3 separate regions of the Sus scrofa genome follow, and regions 2 and 3 are each linked to region 1. The links are chromatin contacts, called in public Hi-C and promoter capture Hi-C maps. All regions are on one chromosome and are shown on one strand. Each heading gives the region's core, a stretch centred on a gene start, on an enhancer-like site or on the middle of the called end of the contact. The rest is flanking DNA. Distances are from core to core; before and after follow the strand shown. Region 1 holds the start of SETD9 (SET domain-containing protein 9). Region 2 overlaps GPBP1 (vasculin). Region 3 overlaps GPBP1 (vasculin).

The links. Promoter capture Hi-C pulls out the DNA fragments that hold promoters and counts their contacts. A called contact is a pair of places that touch in the nucleus more often than the background predicts.
Region 2: a Hi-C map of liver shows a contact between it and region 1, with 2.0 times the contacts expected there. The contact joins the enhancer-like site here to the promoter of SETD9 in region 1. A contact is called at or near these places in 3 of 5 promoter capture datasets (fetal liver, fetal skeletal muscle and liver), 22 of 47 Hi-C or Micro-C datasets (alveolar macrophages, blood, brain and 13 more) and 1 of 2 datasets of contacts at active chromatin or transcription factors (alveolar macrophages).
Region 3: a promoter capture Hi-C map of liver shows a contact between it and region 1, with 9 times the contacts expected there. The contact joins the enhancer-like site here to the promoter of SETD9 in region 1. A contact is called at or near these places in 3 of 5 promoter capture datasets (fetal skeletal muscle and liver), 19 of 47 Hi-C or Micro-C datasets (alveolar macrophages, blood, embryonic fibroblasts and 12 more) and 2 of 2 datasets of contacts at active chromatin or transcription factors (alveolar macrophages and skeletal muscle).

Annotation. Positions count from the first base shown.
Region 1 is chr16:35,976,870-35,981,656 of Sscrofa11.1, reverse strand. It overlaps SETD9 (SET domain-containing protein 9), which reads right to left and starts at 2,697. Exons shown (of 6, transcript XM_003133974.4): 1 at 1,291-2,697. The coding sequence starts at 1,388.
Region 2 is chr16:36,295,084-36,299,870 of Sscrofa11.1, reverse strand. GPBP1 (vasculin) reads right to left here. Exons shown (of 13, transcript XM_005672465.3): 13 at 1,868-3,023. The coding sequence ends at 2,865. Among named protein-coding and RNA genes, the nearest start is that of GPBP1, 80 kb to the right of the region's middle. Within about 2 kb of position 2,375, at least 3 of the 83 cell types and tissues checked have an H3K27ac peak or open chromatin away from gene starts, as enhancers often do. A contact at or near this core is called in alveolar macrophages, fetal liver and liver, where this site is marked.
Region 3 is chr16:36,257,980-36,262,766 of Sscrofa11.1, reverse strand. GPBP1 (vasculin) reads right to left here. Exons shown (of 13, transcript XM_005672465.3): 3 at 4,508-4,627. The coding sequence starts at 4,570. Among named protein-coding and RNA genes, the nearest start is that of GPBP1, 43 kb to the right of the region's middle. Within about 2 kb of position 2,301, at least 5 of the 83 cell types and tissues checked have an H3K27ac peak or open chromatin away from gene starts, as enhancers often do. A contact at or near this core is called in alveolar macrophages and liver, where this site is marked.

The sequences.
Region 1 (4,787 bases), core at 1,448-3,947:
CTTTATGAAGATTATTCCCATGTGTATGAAGGGCATAAAACTAAGAAGTTCTGAAGGGTTGTTTGGGTATAGTTCTAGTTACCTGACTCCCAACAATAGCTACACAAGACAATAACAGCCAATATATATGAAAGGATTATTCCATGCCAAATTCTCTTGGGTACTTACATTCATTATCTCATTTTTGCAGACAAGAAAACTGAAGCTTAGAGATACTAGAGAACCTGCCCAAAGTCCTAACTAAAACTGCTAAGTGGGAGAACTAGAAACAGAATGAGGGCTAGTTCCTCACAACACCCTCAGCCTTATGTGAATGCTATCCCATAACAAGACTCCTCATATTGCAAATAACTCTTTTTTTACAGGCGTGTAGTTTCAAAGACAAATTTAACATATACTTTGTCACATTAGTCCCTGGAGTAATTACTTCTTCAATGACGACATCACTTTTTATTTCCGTAAATAATTTTCAAGTATTCTAGTTCTGAACAAAAAAGGAACCAATTTCAGCTTCACAGTTTGATAGTAATGATTCATTTGAATTTACGTTTCCGTAGGATGAAACATGGGAAAGCTCTCTGGTTATTAATTTGCCTTCAACAGAGCGAGTTTAGTGAGCATTGTCGACTTCTTCAGATCACTAGCAGGCCACTTGCTAAAGCTGGCAATAATAGTGATTCTACGGCCACCCACTCAGCTAGATCCTCTTCTTCAGGCGCTGAATCCGTATTCTAAACCCAAAACTACGGCGTGCTTTTAGCGATTCTTTTAGCTCACACAGCTGGGCTACTTTCACCATATAAACTACGGAGTTGTGAAAATAAAATTACAGTTTGCCTGTAATTTCAAGCCCCCAACTATACCTTGGCAGAGAAAAGGCCACACACCCTCACGCCCTACAACTTTTCTTTTTTAAAGTTTCTATTTTTTGCCCAAACACTGGTACCCCAGCCCTTGAGGACAGCGAAAAAAGCCACCACCCGCGGGCAACAAGACCTAGCTGACAGCACAGCGCAGAGGACGACGGGAAATAGGCCTCAGGCCCCGCCCACCCAAAGCCCCAAGCCCTTTTCAGGACCCCAGGCCCCTCTGCCTCATCCACCTCTGGCCCTGCCTTCCTCGGACCCCGCCCACTCAGGTCCCTCCCGCCTCAGGGCCTCTGGACCGTCTTAGGCTCCGCCTGCTTGAGGCTCCGCCCACCTCGGGCCCTCTCTTTTAAGTTTCAGCGGCCACAATGGCGTCCCTGGGCAGAAGAAAAAGGCTTCTGGTCCGGCCGCCCAGCCTTCTCACCTCGGGTTGTGGCTTAAGTTTAGCGCGATCCAGGGTACGAATCGATACTTATAACGGCGCCATCGCTGCTGGAGGTCCCGCAACAGGCGGCCCGGCATGGTTGTCCCGTGGCGGCGTGATGGGGACTGCAGGGGAGTGAGTCGCGGTCTCGGGCCCTCCCCGCTCCGAGGAGGAGCGGAGGCCGCCCCGTCCCGCCCCTTCCCGGTCTCCGCCCTCAGTCCCAGGCTCGGTGGCCCGGGTACCTCTGGCTCCTGTCGCCTGTGTCTCGGTGCCTCCGCGTTACTGACCCAGCTTGCTGAAACAGGTGCGTAGAGCCGTGGGAGAGCCCCTTGTTCCCTTTTAATTTCTCCATTCGTTCGTGTGTATTTACAGTCACGCGCACTTTTAGAAGTTTAGACAACGCTTATTTCCAGTGGAGATAAACTGCCAGAATAACTCAACCATCTTCACATCAGCAGGTGTTTATTGGGACATAAATGTGTTGATGCGTTTTCCTCAGGCTGGAAATCTGCTTTCCTGTTTTTTAAGAGTGAGCGTAGATCCTAGCCTAAAGTCTAAATTGAACAAGTCAGATCTAGTGACTATTTAGGCAAGTTCAAGTAGCCTTAGGACTAATCTATTTCAAAAAGTAATAAAAAGAGAAAATATATCTCCGAGTTTCACTCTAGATAGAGGCAAGTTTGCAAACTCTAGAGGCTCTGCAGTCAGGTGCCGTGTTTGCTAGATTGGCATCCTCCAGATTTACCTGATTTGCTAAATGGGAGCAATTCACCTCCTGGGTGTGAACGAATGGCATTCATAGAGTAACATTAAGATCTCCAAACTTATAAGGAATCAAAAATAAGCATTTGACTCCTTACCTGTAGTATTATGCTTATCTTCAAAAATAAAAAAGCAGTTTTGTGTGTATTTCCAGTGCTTTTTTTTTTAATCTTTAATTTTTATCATATGGTTTAATCATCTATAATGTATATCCAATATAAAGGACCAGTCTGCCCAGATCTTACTTATTTGCTTATTTATTTACCTTTTGAGGTATAATTGACATATAACATATTAGCTTCAAGTGTGTAACATAATGTCATATTTGTATATATTGCAAAATAATCACAAGTCTAGTTAGTGTCTGTCACCGTACCTAGAGTATTTTTTTCTTGTCATGAGAAGTTTTAAGATGTACTCTCAATGACTTTCAAACGTGCAATAGAGTATTATTAACTGAAGTCACCATGCTGTACATTACATTCCCATGACTATTTTATAAAAGAAATTTGTACCTTTTGACTTTCACCCCTTTCATCCTCCCCCAACCATTAATCTCTTCTTTGTTTCTGTGAGTTTTCTTTCTTTTTTTGTTCTACTTCTGTTTTTTTTCCTTTGATTCCACATCTAAGTGAGATAATGCGCTATTTGTTTGCCTCTGATTTATTTCACTTAATAATGCCTTCAGGGTCCATCCTTGTTGCAAACAACAAGATTTCATTTTTAATGGCTGTGTGTGTGTACACGGGTACCACATCTTTATATATTCACCTGTTGGTGGTCACTTGAGTTGTTTCCATGTCTTGACTATTGTAAGTAATGCTGTAAGGAACATGAGGGTGCAGATGTCTTTTTGAGATTGATTTGGTTTCCTTTGGATACATACCCAGAATTGGAATTGCTGGGCCACATTGTAGTTCTATTTTTAATTTTTGAGGAATCTCCATACTATTTTCCATAATGATTTCACCAATTTACATTCCCACCAACAGTGCACAAAGGTTCCCTTTTCTCCACATCGTCCCTATCACTTGTTATTTATTGACTTTTTGATAATAGGCTTTATGACAGGTGTGAGATGATATCTCATTGCGGTTTTAATTTGTATTTCCATGATGATTAGTAATATTGAACATCTTTGCATGCACCTGTTGGCTGTTTGGATGTCTTCACTGGAAAATGTCTATTCAGATCTGTTCTTTTTAAAAATTGAATTTTTTTTTTTTTTTTTTTTTTTTTGCTTTTTAGGGCCACATCCATAGCATATGGAGGTTCTCAGGCTAGGGGTCCAATGGGAGCTATAGCTGCTACCCATGCCACAGCCACAGTCACGTGGGATCCCAGCCACATCTGCGACCTGCACCACAGGTCACAGGAACACTGGATCCTTAACCCACTGAATGAGCCCAGGGATCAAACCCGCATCCTCATAGATACTAGTCAGATTTGTTTCTGCTTTGCCACAATGCAATTTTTTTTTTTTTTTTGCTATTGATTTGTGTAGGTTCTTTATGTATTTTGGACATTAATCCCTTATCAGATTTATAATTTGCTTATCTTTTCTCCCATTCAGTAATTGCCTTTTCATTTTGTTGATGGTTTCCTTTGCAGTGCAGAAGCTCTTTAGTTTGATGTCAGCTAATTTATTTTTGCTTTTGTTGGCTTTTCTTTTGGTGTCAGGTCTGAAAATTCAAAGGCAAGAATGATGTTAAGGAGCTTAACTGCCTGTGTTTTCTTCTAGGAGTTTTATGGTTTCAGGTCATACATTAAAGTCTTTAATCCATTTTGAGATAATTTTTGTGTATGCTGAAAGATAGTGGTCCAATTTCATTCTTTTGCATGTGGCAGTACAATCTTCCCTACGTCACTTATTGAAGAGACTGTGCCTTCCCCATTGTGTATTCTTCTCTCCTTTGTTGTAAATTTATTGGCCATATGTGCATGGGTTTATTTCTGGGCTCTCTGTTCTGTTCCATTGATCTGTGTGTCTGTTTTTAAGCCAATGCCATTTTGTTTTGATTACTGTAGCTTTGTAATATAGTTTGATATCAGGGATAATTTGTCTCCTGCTTTGCTATTCTTTCTCAATATTGCTTTGGCTATTTGGGATCTTTTGAGGTTCCATACACATTTTATGATTGCTTGTTCTATTTCTGTGAAAAATGCCCTTGGGATTCTGATAGGGATTGCACTGAATCTGTAGATTGCTTTAGGTGATATGGACAATTTAACAATATGAATTCTTTGAATCCATGAGCATGAAATAGCTTTCAGTTTATTTGTGTCTAATTTATTTCATTAATATATCTTATAGTTTTCAGCATACTTAGAGTTTTAAGTCTTTCTCCTCCTTGGTTAAATTTACTCTGTCAATTTTATTATTTTTGATGCAGTTGTAAATGTGATTGTTTTCTTAATTTCATTTTCAGGTCTTTATCTTTTTATGGCTGCACCTGTGGCACATGGAAGTTCACAGGCTGCGTTGAATTGGAGCTGCAGCCGTGGCCTCTGCCACAGCCACAGCAATACTGGGTATGAGCCTCATTTGCAACCTATGCCACAGCTTGCAGCAATAACCCACTGAGCAGGCCAGGCATTGAATCCTCATCCTCACAGAGACAAGGTTGAGTCTTAAGCTGCTAAGGCTTAACCTACTAAGCCACAATTGGACTTCTCTTTCTGATAGTTCTTTGTTAGTGTATGGAAATGCAATAGATTTTTGTGTGTTGAAATTG
Region 2 (4,787 bases), core at 1,126-3,625, 320 kb before region 1:
GATACCTAAATTCTAATGAAATTACATTTTAATAAAATACCTTTTATAAAGTTTTTGAGTAGGAGATTATGGATCCTCCACGTAGAATCTGATGTCAGGTTAAGGTTAACTGTTTGGGGAGGTTCAACAAGCTATTTGACATATTCCTAAATAAGTTTATAATATTTTTATATAATCATATTTTAACAACCATATATATAAACATTAATGGAAAAAAAGTATGTTTCGATACCAGGCCCTTCAAAATACTGAATTTTAATTAATGTAAATCTGAGGTTATCAAATCAATCTGATTGCTTTTAACACTTCTATATTTATTTCAACTTCAAAATATATTTATGTAAATAAATTATTCTAATCCTTAATATAAAACAAGATACAGTTTTTGAAATGCTATTTTAAACCCATTACCATTAGAATTTTTGCTCATTACATGTCATTTTTTAAAAAGGCTGGGAAGAGGGGGATTAGTACTAAAAGAAAATGACTACAAAGGAGGGAACACCAAAAAACTTCATGGTGACGCAGATGCTTACTACCTCGATTGGTTTCACAAAACCTCAATGGTTTCACAAAACGAAGATTATTAAATTCTATGATTTAAATATGTAGTTTATGCCAATTTATACAACAAAGTGTCTGTAAAAAAGAACCTGCTGCAGACAAATTGAGTTCGAAGCAGTCAAAAGCGATTTTTTTTTCAGGTCTCCATGCCCTGGGTTTGTCAATTTCACATTAGCCGTACAATTAAATGTTTTTCTAAGACTTGTAGGCTCCCTTTCAAACAATACAATACACACTCTACCAACTGCCCATATTTAGATGGCGAGTTAAAATTATGTTACGCTTTAACCATTTCATCAAAATGTATCTGGTATGGCTCCATCCACTCAGGTGCCAAACCAGTTAATGCTGTCATTTAACATATAGAATATGTCATAGAATAACCATATATCATTGTACCTTACCATGCTAAATACATACTGTAAACACACTCTATATCGTGATGTATGAAAACATCATAAACAAGTATTAACTGCTGGTAAATGGGATATAAGGCAAAAAAATAAAGTGTCTGAATAGGAAACAGAAGATGCCAGAGAGTAAAAACAAACAAACAAACAAACAAAACACACAATCTTTCTAAAAGCTATTTAGAAAACACAATAGACTTCAAACATAAACCAGTTCTCAGGTCCCTTCTAAATTGTGTTAGTAAATACAAATTTGCACCTGGATATATTTTATTAATCTATTAACCAGATAGTGCAGTCTAAGAGTCCCAAAGACATTCAACATGTTATATAGAATTTCATGAAACGTTATTTTCAGGGTTCTCTTGTGGCTAATGCTATATTTTACTTGTAAGTGACTGAACTGATTTGCACCATAATTAAAGCCCATTTTAAAAGATAACTTTAAGATATATTTAATACTTTGTTACCACTCTAACTCATCCTAAATTTCATAGGGGTGAAGTTGTCTTTTGTTTATAAATTCCCCAATCACAATTCTCACATGTGAACAAAAAAAGAAACTTGCTTTTAGTGAAGGCTGCAGAGACTGAGCAGAATTACTGAGATAGAAACAGCAAAAATATGCAGCCTTCTGAGGAAAACATGATTTTAAAATCTTGAGGATTACCTCAATGTGACACAAAATCTAAAACATTTTTGCTTTAAGATTATGCTCTTTACAATCAGAATATATTATGGGAGTGGGATGGGGGGGGAGCCAAAAGCAAACGAGAGTACACAAAACCAAAAATATCAAAATACAAAACACAGAGTAAAATTATTCTTCTAGTCAGCAGCAAACAGAAATGATTCAAAATTATGTGCAAATGAAAAATAAAGTGGTTGTTTTAACATTCGATTGTTTAATAAACTCGTTAAGCAGTTGATAATAAAAGGCTATTTTCCATAGCTTTCTTTTTCTAAACTCAAAAGGTAATCACCATCTTTAATAAAGTATAACTTTGTTTTAATAAATGAATAAAGTACATTGTGTTTAGAGACCAATACCTTGAACACTACAGAGAACGACAATATTCTGAAAATCCAGTTTTATTTTCCATGTTGTGGACAGATCCAGTCAGTGTGATCAGTTTTTCTGCATGTGTAATAATTTATCAAAATAAGTTTTCCCACAAGACTCTTTTCCATCAACTCTGAAAATCCTGGTCTGACAACATAACCAAATAGAGCTCTTGAAAATCACCTCTTAAAATTTGGAAGAAAGTGTGGCAAATCTTTCCTGGTAACATTTACTGAACTACAAATGGCTAAAGAGCAATTTACGTTTTAAAAGGTGACTAGTACAACAGTTGAGTTCAGGAAATTAATGTTTTAGTGCACTTTGCTCCAGTTTTAGCCAACATGCTACATTGTCCTTTTTTGGAAGGGGGAAGGGAAAGGGGCACACAAAGTGGACTTGAGGATTTCCATTGTACGAAAAAGATATGACTCTGCAAGCAAAACAGTGTAAGCTGCCTCTTTTTTCTTAAGACCTGGACATTTTAAGACAGAAGCTTTGCAAAACATTACACAATTTTTTATTATTAAATGAGAAAATCTCATTTGTTACATCGTCACATTGCTAGTCAGAGAAATGCTGCAGTGATGAAGAAAGTCAATGTTGGATCAACCAAAGTCCTCATTTCTACAACATTCATTTACAAAGAAATAATGTTCAACACAGCCCAACACAACATTCTTGGTTTTCTTCATATTGAAGTCCCCCCAAAAAATCATCTTCTAATGGGGTATTTACTACATAAATTATAGTTCTTCATTTTTACAATTCACCCCAAACTGTATGAGAGATGTATCACACTAAAATTTCTAAAGCTGTTAGGAAATCCTTCACACATCGTCGTCATCTGATGTGTCACTGCTACTTGTCTCTGTGTCATCATTCTCAATAGTGGGTTTGAAAGTGCTGTTTTTCCAGGGTCCAAACTTGAAGTCACAGATCAGGCCATTTTTCAAAATACCATTTTTCCTCAGACCATTCTTCTGTAACTAAAATGTCAACAAAAATAAATTGAATAAGTAAACTATCCTCCAAGTGTTACTTACAAATTAAGAATGCTCTATTAAATGTAACCATGAATACAATAAGGGTAATTTCATCCTACCCAAAAACTCCATAGGTTATGGTATCACATTTGAAAAACTAGTTAGATACAGGTAATTGATCCCACCAATCTAACAAGTATTTCCTAAGAATATGCCATCACCTTTGGAAGAACTGCATTTACCATCTATGAAACCACTATTAAAAAAGAAAAATTACTGTATAGTACTAGTCTAGTGAAGAGAGCACAGATTTGGGATGCAGACAGACTAAGTATGAATTCTAACTCTGTCACTTGTTAAGGAATTAACCTTTCTAAATTTTCATTTATTTAATGAAAACTGTTAATAAAATTCTTTAGATGCTGCCTACAATATAATCAGCAACCATTAAGCTATGGTGTTATTTTTAATTATTCTGACCTAAGTGGGCCATTACCATATCTCACAATCCAATTTATTCATACTTTGCAGAATACCTAAAATACAAAGTATTCCAGTAAGCAGTATTCAAGTAAGGTATATACAAAGTAACAAAATCAAATAGAGGCCTTTGCTTAACCACAGAGATTAAGAAATCAAAAAATAATAATAAATCTATTTCTGAAAAGGAGAAATCAGAACTGAAGGGTTATTAAGGCAAGCATGTAATAAGTTAAGAATAAGTCCAAAGAGCACATGAGGGAGAGGTTTAGCCCAAATAAGAAACAATTTAAAAGATACTAAATCATAAAAATATGCACTCTAACTCTAGCCTTTTGAATTTCTTCCATGAAAAACGTTTGAGACGCTGATAATTTTTATCAAAATCTCTACATATAAATTTCTATAAGACCAAATCCAGCTATATAAATTAATATTTGGAACTATCTATACATTTCATAGTCTAGAGGATTTTTTTAAATCATGAAGATTAGGACAAGATCCAAACCAAAGAGCCACTTACAGGATAGTTAATTTTATTACAGACCTTAATAACTACAAATAACAGGTCCAAGGTCTTAGCTCTCAATTTTTTCTTTTTCCCCTCCCTATTTAACTCTCCATTTTCCATAGCAGATTTTCTATTCTACCTCAATACTAAAATTTAGGCTACCTCCCTTCACTTTGAAAAAATGATCTCCCCACCATCTTTATTGAGAAAAACAAAAGCCATGTTCTCAGTCTCTGGTATTCTTAGCTACACAGCGATGTTTAAAAACATACCTTGTCTCTATTTTACACCTTTCTAATCCCTCCAAATTGTATCCTTGCTTCACATGGTTTATCACCCAGTGCCACCTTATCTTAAAATCAGCTGTGGAGAATTATGATTAAAGAAAAAAAAAAAAAAAAAAAACCTGATCTATATCTCCGATTTCTCTAAATGCCTGCACTGTCTCCAAGGGAGGCTGATAGAAGAAAGACTGACTCCTAAAACCAGCTCCTCCTTCTGCATTCCTTCTCTAACAACAATATAATTATCAGTTCATAGGTTAAAATTTTAAAACCCTGTTGATTCTATTTCAGATCTTAGGTTCATCATCAAGACCATGTTTTGGAGTTCCTTAGTGGCTTAGCGGGTTAAGGATTTGGCATCATCACTGCTATGGCACAGGTTTGATCCCTGGCCCAGGAATTTCTGCATGCAGTGACTATGGCCAAAAAAAAAAAAAAAATCATGTTTTACTGTCATCTCTCTACTTTTAGGCCCACATTTACCTCTTCCCT
Region 3 (4,787 bases), core at 1,052-3,551, 280 kb before region 1:
CTCCAATTCGACCCCTGGCCTGGGAACCTCCACATGCCACAGACGCGGCCCTAAAAGACAGACACACACACACACACACACACACACAAAGTGTGAAAATATCTAGTGTTACCAGTGAAAAAGCCTGATAGGATTATAAAATGGAACAATCTTTTTGGAGAGCAATTAGGCCCTATCAAGCAAAACGTACAAACCTTCTAAACTATTGATTCTGTTGCTTGGACTTTACCCTACAAATATACTGAACAGTTGCCGGGCATTCCTGCAGCTTAGTACGTCAATAGGTAACTAATTAAACAATCCATGTAGATTCACTCAATAAAAGGTCACAGCTGACAGCTGAACAGTGTAGGGGGTTAAGGGTACCAACCCTTTGCACAATCAAAAAATCCATGTATAACTTCACAGTTGGTCCTCCATATCCACAGATCACATAGTACTACAGTATATATTTATTAAAAAAATTCCACATAAGTGGGTATAAACAGTTCAAACCCATGTTGCTCAAGGATCAACTGTATGTAGCCACTGAAGAGTTAGATACCCATGTACTAACTACAGAAAGATAAAAATATATTCCAGTGTATGCAAAAAAATCCTTGTGTTTCACTTCTGAAAATTAGTCTACTTAAAAATCAAGAAAAGAAAAGTTATTAAACTGTTAAACTGGTGAATTTTTAAGTCCGGCACACATGGATTCCTATCCTAACTCCAGCACTTTAGGGCAGGTTACTCATCTCTCTCAACCTCATTTCCCTCATCTATAAATGGGGGGGGGGGGGGGGGCAGGGACGACACAGTATTTCACCTCTTATGATTTTCGTTAGCCTTCTTATAAAGGGTTTTTACACGGTGATTGGTATGTAGCAATGACTCAAGAAACTTTAGTTATTATATTTTAAATCTTCTTCTGGATTCTTTATAAAAAAAAAAAAAAAAAAAAAACAGTTTTGTGGCACAGCAGAAATGAATCTGACTAGGAAGCATGAGGTTGAGGGTTCGATCCCTGGCATTGCTCAGTGGGTTAAGGATCCAGCGTTGCCTTGAGCTGTGGTATAGATCGAAGATGACGCTCAGATCTGGCATTGCAGTGGCTGGGGTGTAGGCTGGAGGCTACAGCTCTGATTGGACTCCTAGCCTGGAACCTCCATATGCTGTGGGTACAGCCCTAAAAAGCAAAAAAAAAAAAAAAAAAAAAAAAAAACACCAGAAAGTTTTCTAGAATTCTCTCATGGTGCAGCAGGTTAATGATCTGGCATTGTCGCTGCAGCAGCTGAGGGTCAATCCCTGGGCCCAGGAACTTCCACATGCCATTGGCATGGCCAAAACAAACAAACAAACAAAAAAAAGTTTTACAATTTTCTGATTCCTGGAGTATCTGAATCAGTAGTTAACAAAAACTACACAGTAAATAAGACGTTTCAATGAACTCTGAATTTTCTGATGCTCTCTTAGCCTGAAGTTTAATAAGCACACATTTTTCTTTCTCTTTCTTTGCTTTGCTTTTTAGGGCCCCACCGACAGCATATGGAAGTTACTGGGCTGGGGGCTGAATCGGAGCTGAAGTGCTGGCCTATACCACAGCCATAGCCACGTAGGGTCCGAGCCACGTCTTCAACACACACAAGCTCACGGCAAACACCAGATCCTTAACCCACTGAGTGAGGGCAGGGATCGAACCTGCATCCTCATAGATACTAGTTGGGTTGAAATTTCCAATAAGCACACATTTTCAATGTAAACCCACACTGCTTACATTATTGAAGGAGTAATTACGATGTTACTTTTTTTTTTTCTTTTAGGGTAGCTCCTGAGGCACATGGAAGTTCTCAGACTAGGGGTAGACTAGGGGTCAAATTGGAGCCACAGCTGCCTGCCTACAACACAGCCACAACAATGCAGGATCCGAGCTGCATCTGCAACCTACACCGCAGCTCAAAGCAACACCAAATCCTTAACCCACTGAGTGAGACCAAGGATCAAACCCACATTCTTATGAATACTAGTCAGGTTCTTAACCCACTGAGCCACAATGGGAACTCCCAATGTTGCTTTTCAAACTGTAGGTCAGGACTCATTATGAAGGATGATGAAATCAGTAACAATTTGCATTTTTTATTGTAATAAAAATGAACAGAAGAGAAGGAAGACTGCAAGTATAGGAGTACTATTTTAGTTATATCTATGTCCATATAAAAACATTATGTAAAATTTACCTCCTCCTGGGCCCCAATCAACAGTTCAAAAGCCAATGCCCTATTTCACAAGACATGCCCTATTTCACAAGACATGAACAACCACATGCAGTTTAAAATTTCACCACATGATGGGGCTAAAATTCTGCACTCCTCAGAAAACGATCCAGATTCAGTGCTGAAAACATTGTTACCCTTAATGCAAGTCTTCATATTATCTCTTCAAACAACAAATAAAAGACACTAAATTGAAACAGAGAACAAATAGTAATTAATGTCTGTCCCATTTACTCCAGGTAAGATTAAAAGGGCTTGGCAGGAAACAAGAGGTTCATTATAAATGAGAATCTATGAATAGCAATTTTAAGGGATGAAAAGATAAGACAGACAGTATAAGTCATTACTAAAGGTGTGTGTGTTTGTCAAAACCACTTTGGGTAAGGTCTAAGGAGACAGTTTCAAATACTGCTAGTTAAGAGTTCAAACTCACACTGTTTTCTGGAGGTAACTTAGACTAATTGATAAATAACAGGCAATCCCCAAGTCTCAATATCATCATCTTCATTCATGAGGGCCTTTATCAAGTGTTTGGTTCTAGAAAACAGTAGGGATTTCACCATACATACTAGCAGTCAATCTTAACCTCAGATTAACATCTGGATGAAGACAAGAATTATTCTTAAACTTTTAATGTGGTAGCTAACTTTCCAGGTGCTGATAATTTTCACTGATAAGCTTAAAAATAAAAACAAGTGTAGGAGTTCCTCTGTGGCTCAGCAGGTTAAGGACCTGGCTCTGGTCACTGTTGTGGCCTGGGTTCTATCCCTGGCCGGTGAACTTCCACATGCCAGCAGATGCAGCCAAAGATAAACAAATTAAAAAGTCTTAAATTCACTTCAGAAAAAATGAATAATGAAAATTAGAAAACTGAGTAGCAGGAAATTCATATGAATCCAGAGTCTGAAGTAGGCCTGGGAAAAAAATGAACCTAGGAAAAGCATAGATGAGAGCAGCTGGGGGAGCAGAGGAAGGAGGACAAACAACAAAGTAACAAATTCCAGAGACCTAAACTTAAGAGGAAAGGGGACAAACAGAGCCTGTAACTAAGAAGCAATCTCAGCTGCTTCTCAGTAGGAGTCGGCATATGATCACATTTTAGTCTATGAAATGAAATGTTTAATCATTTTATAAAATTCCAAAATGAGTCCTATGGAAAGAATACAGAAGATAATATGCATCCTAGATTCTACTCTAGCATCACACAAATTACATGAACAGGCAAGTCAATTAATCTTCCAGAGAATTCATCTGTACAAAATAAAGTCAGCTCACATGGTCATTAAGAGCCATTTTCAAATATTCAAATTCCTTTGTTGAAAATTTTGTCACTCCAATACAGCTTTTTAATATCATATTGGCCAGATTTACTGTAAATCCTTGCTGGGGAACAACGTTCCAAATTATAAAATTGTTCCCCTAAAAGCTGTTTTAACACACTGGTTTATAAGAAATGCCTGTACCCTTAAAAGGTTTTAGATGAATGCCTTAGCATGGTAGAGCTGGATTAACAGGCAAGCAGATTGATCAAGACCCCCTCTTGATTTCTTTGCACTATGAAAAAAAAAAAAACAAAGTGGAAGAGAGCTATTAAGCCAGATAGATTGATTCTAATCAATCCCAAGGTCCCTCTTAGCACATCTTATAAGTGGATGACATTTTCAGTGCCTACCAAATCTTACACAAACTATACTGTGTTCCGGGTATGTAAAATGAACATTTTTAGGAGTTTCCTGATAGCCTACCAATTAAGGATTAGGCATGTCACTGCTGTGGGCTAGGGTTTGATCCCTGGCCCAGGAACTTCCACATGCCGGATGTATGCTATTCAGTCTTTTTATTTGAAAAAGAAATCTTCCAGCTATAAGACTTCAAAAACCTCTGATCTTTTTTAACATATTATCTACACAAAAGTAAGTAAAGCCAATTACAAGAAGAATAGTACAAGAAAAGCTAAGATGCAAAAGCTATGTGCCATGTTGTTAACGAGTATGAATTTTAAAATGCAGAACTTTGATTAGCACAAAAGACAACTTCTGAAGTAAATGCTTTAGTATGTTGATGGTATACTGAAAACTTATTAATATGTTTTAAAATAAAAACCCAGATTAAATATGAAATAATTTATAAAGTAATACAAAAGTATTTCTCTGCAAAAATATTACGTCTTCACAGTTTAACTACATCTGTGTAGAACGTAAACTAAATAGGCAGAGAGAAAGACAAAAAGGAGAGAGAGATGCAAGATAGAGTACCTTTGTTGATGATGGTGGGGTAGGAAAATTAAGCCAGGCTGGAGCAAAGTCATGCTGCGCCATTTAGGTCCAGTCTCTCCAACTCAGCGAAACAAGGCTTCAACACCTCATGGCAAGTCCCTGTCATATAAAAATGGAAGGCATTAGATCTATATAGCTCCTGAGCAAAATTTCTTCTTATATCTCCTTGCAATTACAATGACCTGACTATTTTAAGATTTCACTTATAACAAAATTTTAGAAAAGGCAAAAATATAGTGATAGAAACTAGTCAGTGGAG